Regions from separate parts of the Mus musculus genome. Here region 2 is linked to region 1. Evidence: chromatin contacts called from public HiChIP or PLAC-seq data. All regions are on one chromosome and are shown on one strand. The core of a region is the stretch at or near the end of the contact, and the rest is flanking DNA. Distances in the headings are between cores, read along the strand shown. Region 1 holds the start of Otx1 (orthodenticle homeobox 1). Region 2 overlaps Gm51939 (a long non-coding RNA gene).

What was found. HiChIP or PLAC-seq counts read pairs in DNA pulled down with a chosen protein or histone mark.
Region 2: an H3K4me3 HiChIP or PLAC-seq map of stem cell-derived neural progenitor cells shows a contact between it and region 1, with 13 read pairs. The contact joins the enhancer-like site here to the promoter of Otx1 in region 1. A contact is called at or near these places in 1 of 39 promoter capture datasets (cranial neural crest) and 6 of 115 datasets of contacts at active chromatin or transcription factors (astrocytes, craniofacial prominence, embryonic forebrain and 3 more).

Annotation. Positions count from the first base shown.
Region 1 is chr11:22,000,010-22,002,948 of GRCm38.p6, forward strand. It overlaps Otx1 (orthodenticle homeobox 1), which reads right to left and starts at 1,642. Exons shown (of 5, transcript NM_011023.3): 1 at 1,539-1,642; 2 at 1,113-1,180. It overlaps Gm32517 (a long non-coding RNA gene), which reads left to right. Exons shown (of 3, transcript XR_003949861.1): 3 at 425-575.
Region 2 is chr11:22,558,946-22,561,951 of GRCm38.p6, forward strand. The region is part of intron 1 of Gm51939 (a long non-coding RNA gene); the gene reads right to left. Among named protein-coding and RNA genes, the nearest start is that of Gm51939, 24 kb to the right of the region's middle. Within about 2 kb of position 1,371, at least 77 of the 459 cell types and tissues checked have an H3K27ac peak or open chromatin away from gene starts, as enhancers often do. A contact at or near this core is called in embryonic forebrain, forebrain and stem cell-derived neural progenitor cells, where this site is marked.

The DNA of each region.
Region 1 (2,939 bases), core at 392-2,891:
TTTTTGAAAGAGGGACAAAATGGCAAGTAATACAGAGGCCCAAGGTGAATACACCTTGGGTCGCCAAGGCTCACTGGCCACATCATTTCTTCAAAGATCTCCAGCGCTGCCTCCTACCCCAGAGCCTGCAATCACCTTTCTAGTTGACCTCTCTGGGCCCCTAGCACTAAGAGATAGCTGAACAGGAATCCCACCGCACCTCCAGGGTAGATGCGGCCCAGGCCAGGCTAAGGCGGCAAGAAGACGCCAAAGGCACCACAGTAGAAGTGGCAGTTTCAGGATGCCGCCCAAGGTCAGGGGTACCTCCGAGGCGGTCACCCCTCTTCCTTTGCTCGCACAGGCGGGCCTTCTTTCTACCAAGTCTGCTAAGCACACCGAGTCCCACCAGAATTTGATGGCCAACCCAGCGCCCCAAACATTCTAGGGATTTTGGAAGGCCTAGCGTGCCAGGTCGCGTCGCATCGGCCGTCCTATATGAACCCGATGGAGAGCAAGGAACTAGGCCTCAGGTTGTAAAGCTCACGCACAGCCGACCGGGAGGGCGAGGCTCGGCGCAGACACTCTGAGCCCACGCAGCTCTGCTCCAGCAAAAGAAGGGGTTCTGGGAGTATGACTGGGACCGGCGGGGGGCTTGAAGCTACATCCCAGGACCCAAGGGTAGGAGATTCCGGGGAGAAAGGGAGGTAAAACTAAAGCAGCTCCCCCATCCCAACTCCTTTCCCCGCCTCAGCCCTGGGGGACCCTCAGCCTAGACTAAGGGGGTGGGGGGAGGTCAGCGAGCACATAAGGCGGAAAGGAAGGATTCAAAGAGCTTGGGCCGAAGGGCCACAGGCCTGCAGCCTCCGCGGCTAAGCCCGGCTGCGGTGTGAGTTTTCGAGTACTTTCGTCTAACTTAGCAGCCCAGTTCCGCAGCTTCGGAGGAGGCGGGGGAGGGGGCGGCCGGCTCCCGAGCGGCCTGGGGTCCCCAGGGCAGCCAAGGGGCGCCCGGCCTCTCACTCCAACCCCGCCCACCTGCCCCGGACAGAGGTAGCGGGGGTCGATTAGAGGACGGGGAGACGAGAGGGGCCACCATCGTCCCGGGGTGGCGCGCGGCCCGGCGACTCCCTCCTTACCTGCCCTCCGCAGTCGCGGCTTTTCACCATCTACCTCTCGCCTTCACCGAGACTCGCCGGCAGCCAACCTGCAAAACGGAGGCGCACAGGTATTACCCCGGAGACGGCGGGACCCTAGGCTTTCCTCTTCCCTCAACTTCCCTCTTCCCGTCTCCTGCATTTTTTCTAGGAGCTCTGTGCGTGTACCTCCAGGTTTCACTTTATTGCTCAAACACTTTGTTGCAAAGTCCCACATGCTTTTCCTCTCAAGACCTGGCCTCGCCCGGGACCCGGGGGGTGGGGTGGGTGAGTAGGGGGTGTTCGAGGGACAGAGTTAGGAGGTGGCTTGCGCTGGCAGCTGCACTCTCTCGGAGCAAGCCGGAGGCGGTAGGGACTGGAGAAATCCTGCATAGTCACTTGGCAAACTAAATAAATCAAGCAATTTACCTTGTCGGAGTGGCTTGTCTTGCTCGGTTGTTTAGGTGATTGGAAATGTAGCCTGATGAAGATTGATCACCTTTCTACTGCCCTCCCCGGGTATGTGAACGCGAGGCGAGTGCGTAACGGGGCTCGGCCTCCAATAGGGGGCCTAGAGCGGACTGAGTGACAGGGAGCTGGGCAATGGCGAGCCCGGGTTACCTCCGCGCGCCCCCGCCCTCCCTCGCCCCCACCTCCTCCCTCCCCGCGCGCCGGCCCCGCCCCGGTCGCGCGCTAACTCTGGGTCTAGGTTGGCAAATTCCGCTCAGAACGAGTTGAGGAGGGCGAAGGCTGCGCCGGAGTTGCTGGCACAGAGGGGGCCCCGGGTCCCAAGGCTCGCCCGAGGGCCCCCGCCCTCCCCTTGCCCGGGCCGCGCTCCGGAGGAGTGGCGTCAAGCTGCTGGATAACCGGTTCCTGCTCGCGCGCGCGCGCCGCCAGGCTCTGCCGCACTGTGGGAGCCAGGCTTCCCAGGCCGAGGACTCGGGGCGTGCTGGCCCCTGGCACTCCTTGATGCTCCCTGGGGCCCCAGCAACTCCTCCTCCGCTCCCCCACAACCAGCGGTCGCCGCCGGCGCGGGCTGCTGAGCGGAGCCGGGAGTGGGGGTGCAGCTCTCGGCGCGCAGGGCGCCCTGCGGCGACCCGGGACTCTTGCGCCCAGAAAGAGCACCGGCAGGGGAGGCGCCGCCAATTCCCAGCTGCACAGCGTTTCCAGGGGCTCCCAGGCAGTCTCACCAAAGGTGTTCGCAAGTCCTAAAAGCTTCTTCGGAACCGTTGGAACTCAAATCTCCTTACATTCTCTCTCTCTCTCTCTCTCTCTCTCTCTCTCTCTCTCTCTCTCTCTCTCTCTCTCTCATGGATTTGATAGAAAACTTTCTTTTTCACAATCTGTCAGTCTTTCCAGATCTCCACCTACAACGAACAGTCTGGTGGAAAATGTGGCTACACACCCCGATCCCTCTCACTTCATTTTCTACACCTTACTGGAGGAGCCTCCTCGAAACAATTTCCCCGGATTGTTCTTACTGGCAGACCCCAGTTTCCAGCCGAATAAACTTGCTGAGATCGTCTTCTTGTGTGTACTTTTCAAAGCGAGAGGGAAGAGTATTTTCGGCCCAACCCCGAACAAGGCAATATTTTTACATGGCATCTCCTACTGAATACTAGGGACCACACTTACACTCTTTCCTAGTTCTTTTTCCTCATCTTCTGCCGTTCTCACCCCAACAGGCGGGCGAAAAGTTTGAACCACAGTATGTGCGTGGGTGAGTTCGGCAGCCGCCGAGAGCAAGGTAGAGCGGAGCACCGCGATGCCCAGGCCGCGCGGTCCGCTGTGGTCGCTGACCGGGTGCGGGGCGACCAGAAGGAAGGGGGG
Region 2 (3,006 bases), core at 121-2,620, 560 kb after region 1:
ACTAATGGAAAAACCCTTTGGTAGACTAATTAAAAAGATTCCCCTTTGTAGTAGGTGCTTGTGAAATGTTATATGATCTTACTACTACTTTATTTACTGCTCCAAGTTGTTATAAGGGAAGATGTCCTGAAAAATACTACTTCACCAGCATGCAAGCACCATAGAATGCACCTATGCAAACTAAGACAGCCAGAGCGTCTTACAACCTTATGTCCTGAGGTGGGAGAACTGGGTAGAGAGAGAAGTCCAGAAGACCTTGCACAAAGCCTAACAAAATGAACATATTAAAACAACAACAAAACACATTGACAAAGAAGGCTGGAAAATCCTTGGCAAGACTGACTAAAACCAGCTATTGGTAAACGCAGCCATACAGCAGAGCGTCCAAAGGTGACCTGTGGCTCTGTAATACAGGAGATCCAGCAGCTAAGAGCACTTGCTGCTCTTGCAGGGGGTAAGCATTCAGTTCCTAGAACCTACAGAGCAGATCACAACAGTCTGCACACATGTAGGCAAAACATACATAAAATAAAAGTAAATCTTAAAGCAAAACAAAAAAAACTATGTTAATAACCAGGGAGATGGCCCGGGGGGAAAAGCCTAGTGACCTGAGCTCCATGCCCAGAAATCACCAAAGCTGGATGTGGTGGCACACACAATCCTAGCACTAGTGAAATGGGAGAGGACAGCTAGCCCAGAGTGCACTGCAAAGTCACAGAAACAAAAGGAGACACATAAGAGCCAACCCCAAAAGTGTCCTCTGACCAATAGACCTGTGTGCAAACATATTCGTATACCCGGGCACACACATGCACATATACAAATTTTTAAAATTTTTAAATACAAAAACAGATACCCCTGAGTACAGGTTTAAGATGCTAATCAGATATGTAAGTCATGAAATTATGCATAAAATTACAGGTGACAGAGTATGCATAAAAAAGTCCATGTTAAAAAGATGACCCAGGGGCTGGTGAGATGGCCCAGTGGGTTAGAGCACCTGACTGCTCTTCCGAAGGTGCAGAGTTCAAATCCCAGCAACCACATGGTGGCTCACAACCATCCGTAACAAGATCTGACCCCCTCTTCTGGAGTGTCTGAAGACAGCTACAATGTACTTACATATAATAAATAAATAAATAAATAAATCTTTAAAAAAAAAAAAAAAAAAAAAAAAAAGATGACCCAGAAAGCCCATACTGTGTGACATAAAAGCTTCCACTCTTATACCGTGGTGCCAACCCCTTTCTCTGCTCCAGTCTTCTTCCTTCTCCATCAGAGCACACTGTCATTTAATAAACTGCCTGTCTCTGCTCAGTTCTTTGAGGAAAGAACCTGAAACCCCTCCCTCCAGCCCTCCCAGTAGCAGCTGGCATCAGGATCTCTTTTGTATATGTCTGTCACTGGCTGAAATGGGGTTGTACAACACATGGCTGGTTGTATTATTGTTGTATTATGTTACTGTTGTGATTACAGTGACTTTTCCTGCTTTGCAAATGAGAAAACTGTATGAGGGGTGGTCTAAAAAGACCCAGAGTGCTATTTGAACTGGAATTCAAACTGAGATATTCAGTAGCTTGCCTATAGTTCTGTTCTACAGATTCATTGAAGTCCTTTGCCCTGGCAGACCCTGGACGTTCTAGGATGAGGAAGATGCTGTTACATCCTTATGAGACTTACAGCCAAAACTTAGAATGCAGAACAAATGAAAAGTGTTAGGTGGGGGTAACTCTGGGCTCCCCAGACCCACCCCTTTCCTATTTCAAACAGCCAAGAGGCCTGGAGCAAGAGGCCACTGGTGAAGCTGGGAAGCAGACAGGCTTTGCAATGAGTTGGCAACCACACCTGCCCCCCCACCTCCCTTAAAATAAAACTGATAGCTGGTTTTTATAAAGCAGAAATCCAGCAGATACAAGCTGAGAAGCCAGAGAAGACATGGGGCCAGCCAGCAGGGTGGGAAGAAGGCAGTTCTGAAAAAAGCTATTTGCATCCTCGCTGGCTCTGAGCCAGCTAAGCCGCCCATACACTGCCCTGTTTCTCCAGAAAGGGACTGAATTGGAACGCTGAGAATGAGAGAGTTGCTTGTTAGCACACAATCCCAGCTTCTTCAGTCCTCTGCAGCTCTACAAAGCCATGAATCAGGGCTTCTACATTTTTAAAGCTTAGATGAGAAGCTGCGGGTTCTCATCAGCATGTATGATAAAGGTTTACAAAATACCAGGCAAATAGTTTTTGAAATCAGTTTTTGGTCCTGGAGAAACAAGGAGACGCTCACTGATTCAGCAGTGCATGGATGAGGAAGCCACAGGGCTCAAATGTACAAGCTACTTAGTAATGAGAGAGAGAGAGAGACTATGTCTGTATGTCTGTGTGTCTGTGTGCATATGTATGCGTGTGTATGTGTATGTGTGTCTGTGTCTGTATATGTCTGTGTGCACACGAGCATGCATGTATGTCTGGGTCTGTGTGTGTCTGTGTGTGCATATGTGTGTCCTTGTGTGTGCGCACACAGGAATGCTTGAGTGTACTGTATATGCACATGTGTATACTGATGCATGAACCAGTATGCGCACTCAGCAAGGTCAGAGAAGGACATTAGGTGTCCTTATTCTTTGAAGACAGGATCTCTCACTCAACTTGAAGCTAAGTTAGTAACCAGCAAGCCTCAGGGGTGGTCCTATCTCCATCCTGTACAATGCTTAGGTAGGCTCCTGTGGCCACGCCAGGCTTATTATTATTTATTATTATTATTATCATTATTATCACTGGTACTAAAATGTGAACTCAGTTCTTCATGCTTGTCCAGTAAGCAATCTTACCCTCCTTTCATCCATTATAACATCTTAATGCAAATTTTTACTTGTTTTCTTTCCATTTCTGATTTTTGTTTATGAGGTTAACACACACATACACTTAGAGCGTTATTGTATGACTCCTTCTCACACAAAACTTCCACAAAGGGGTGTCTGGCTTATTTTGAAAACTTGAGTCTGTAAAGCTACAAAA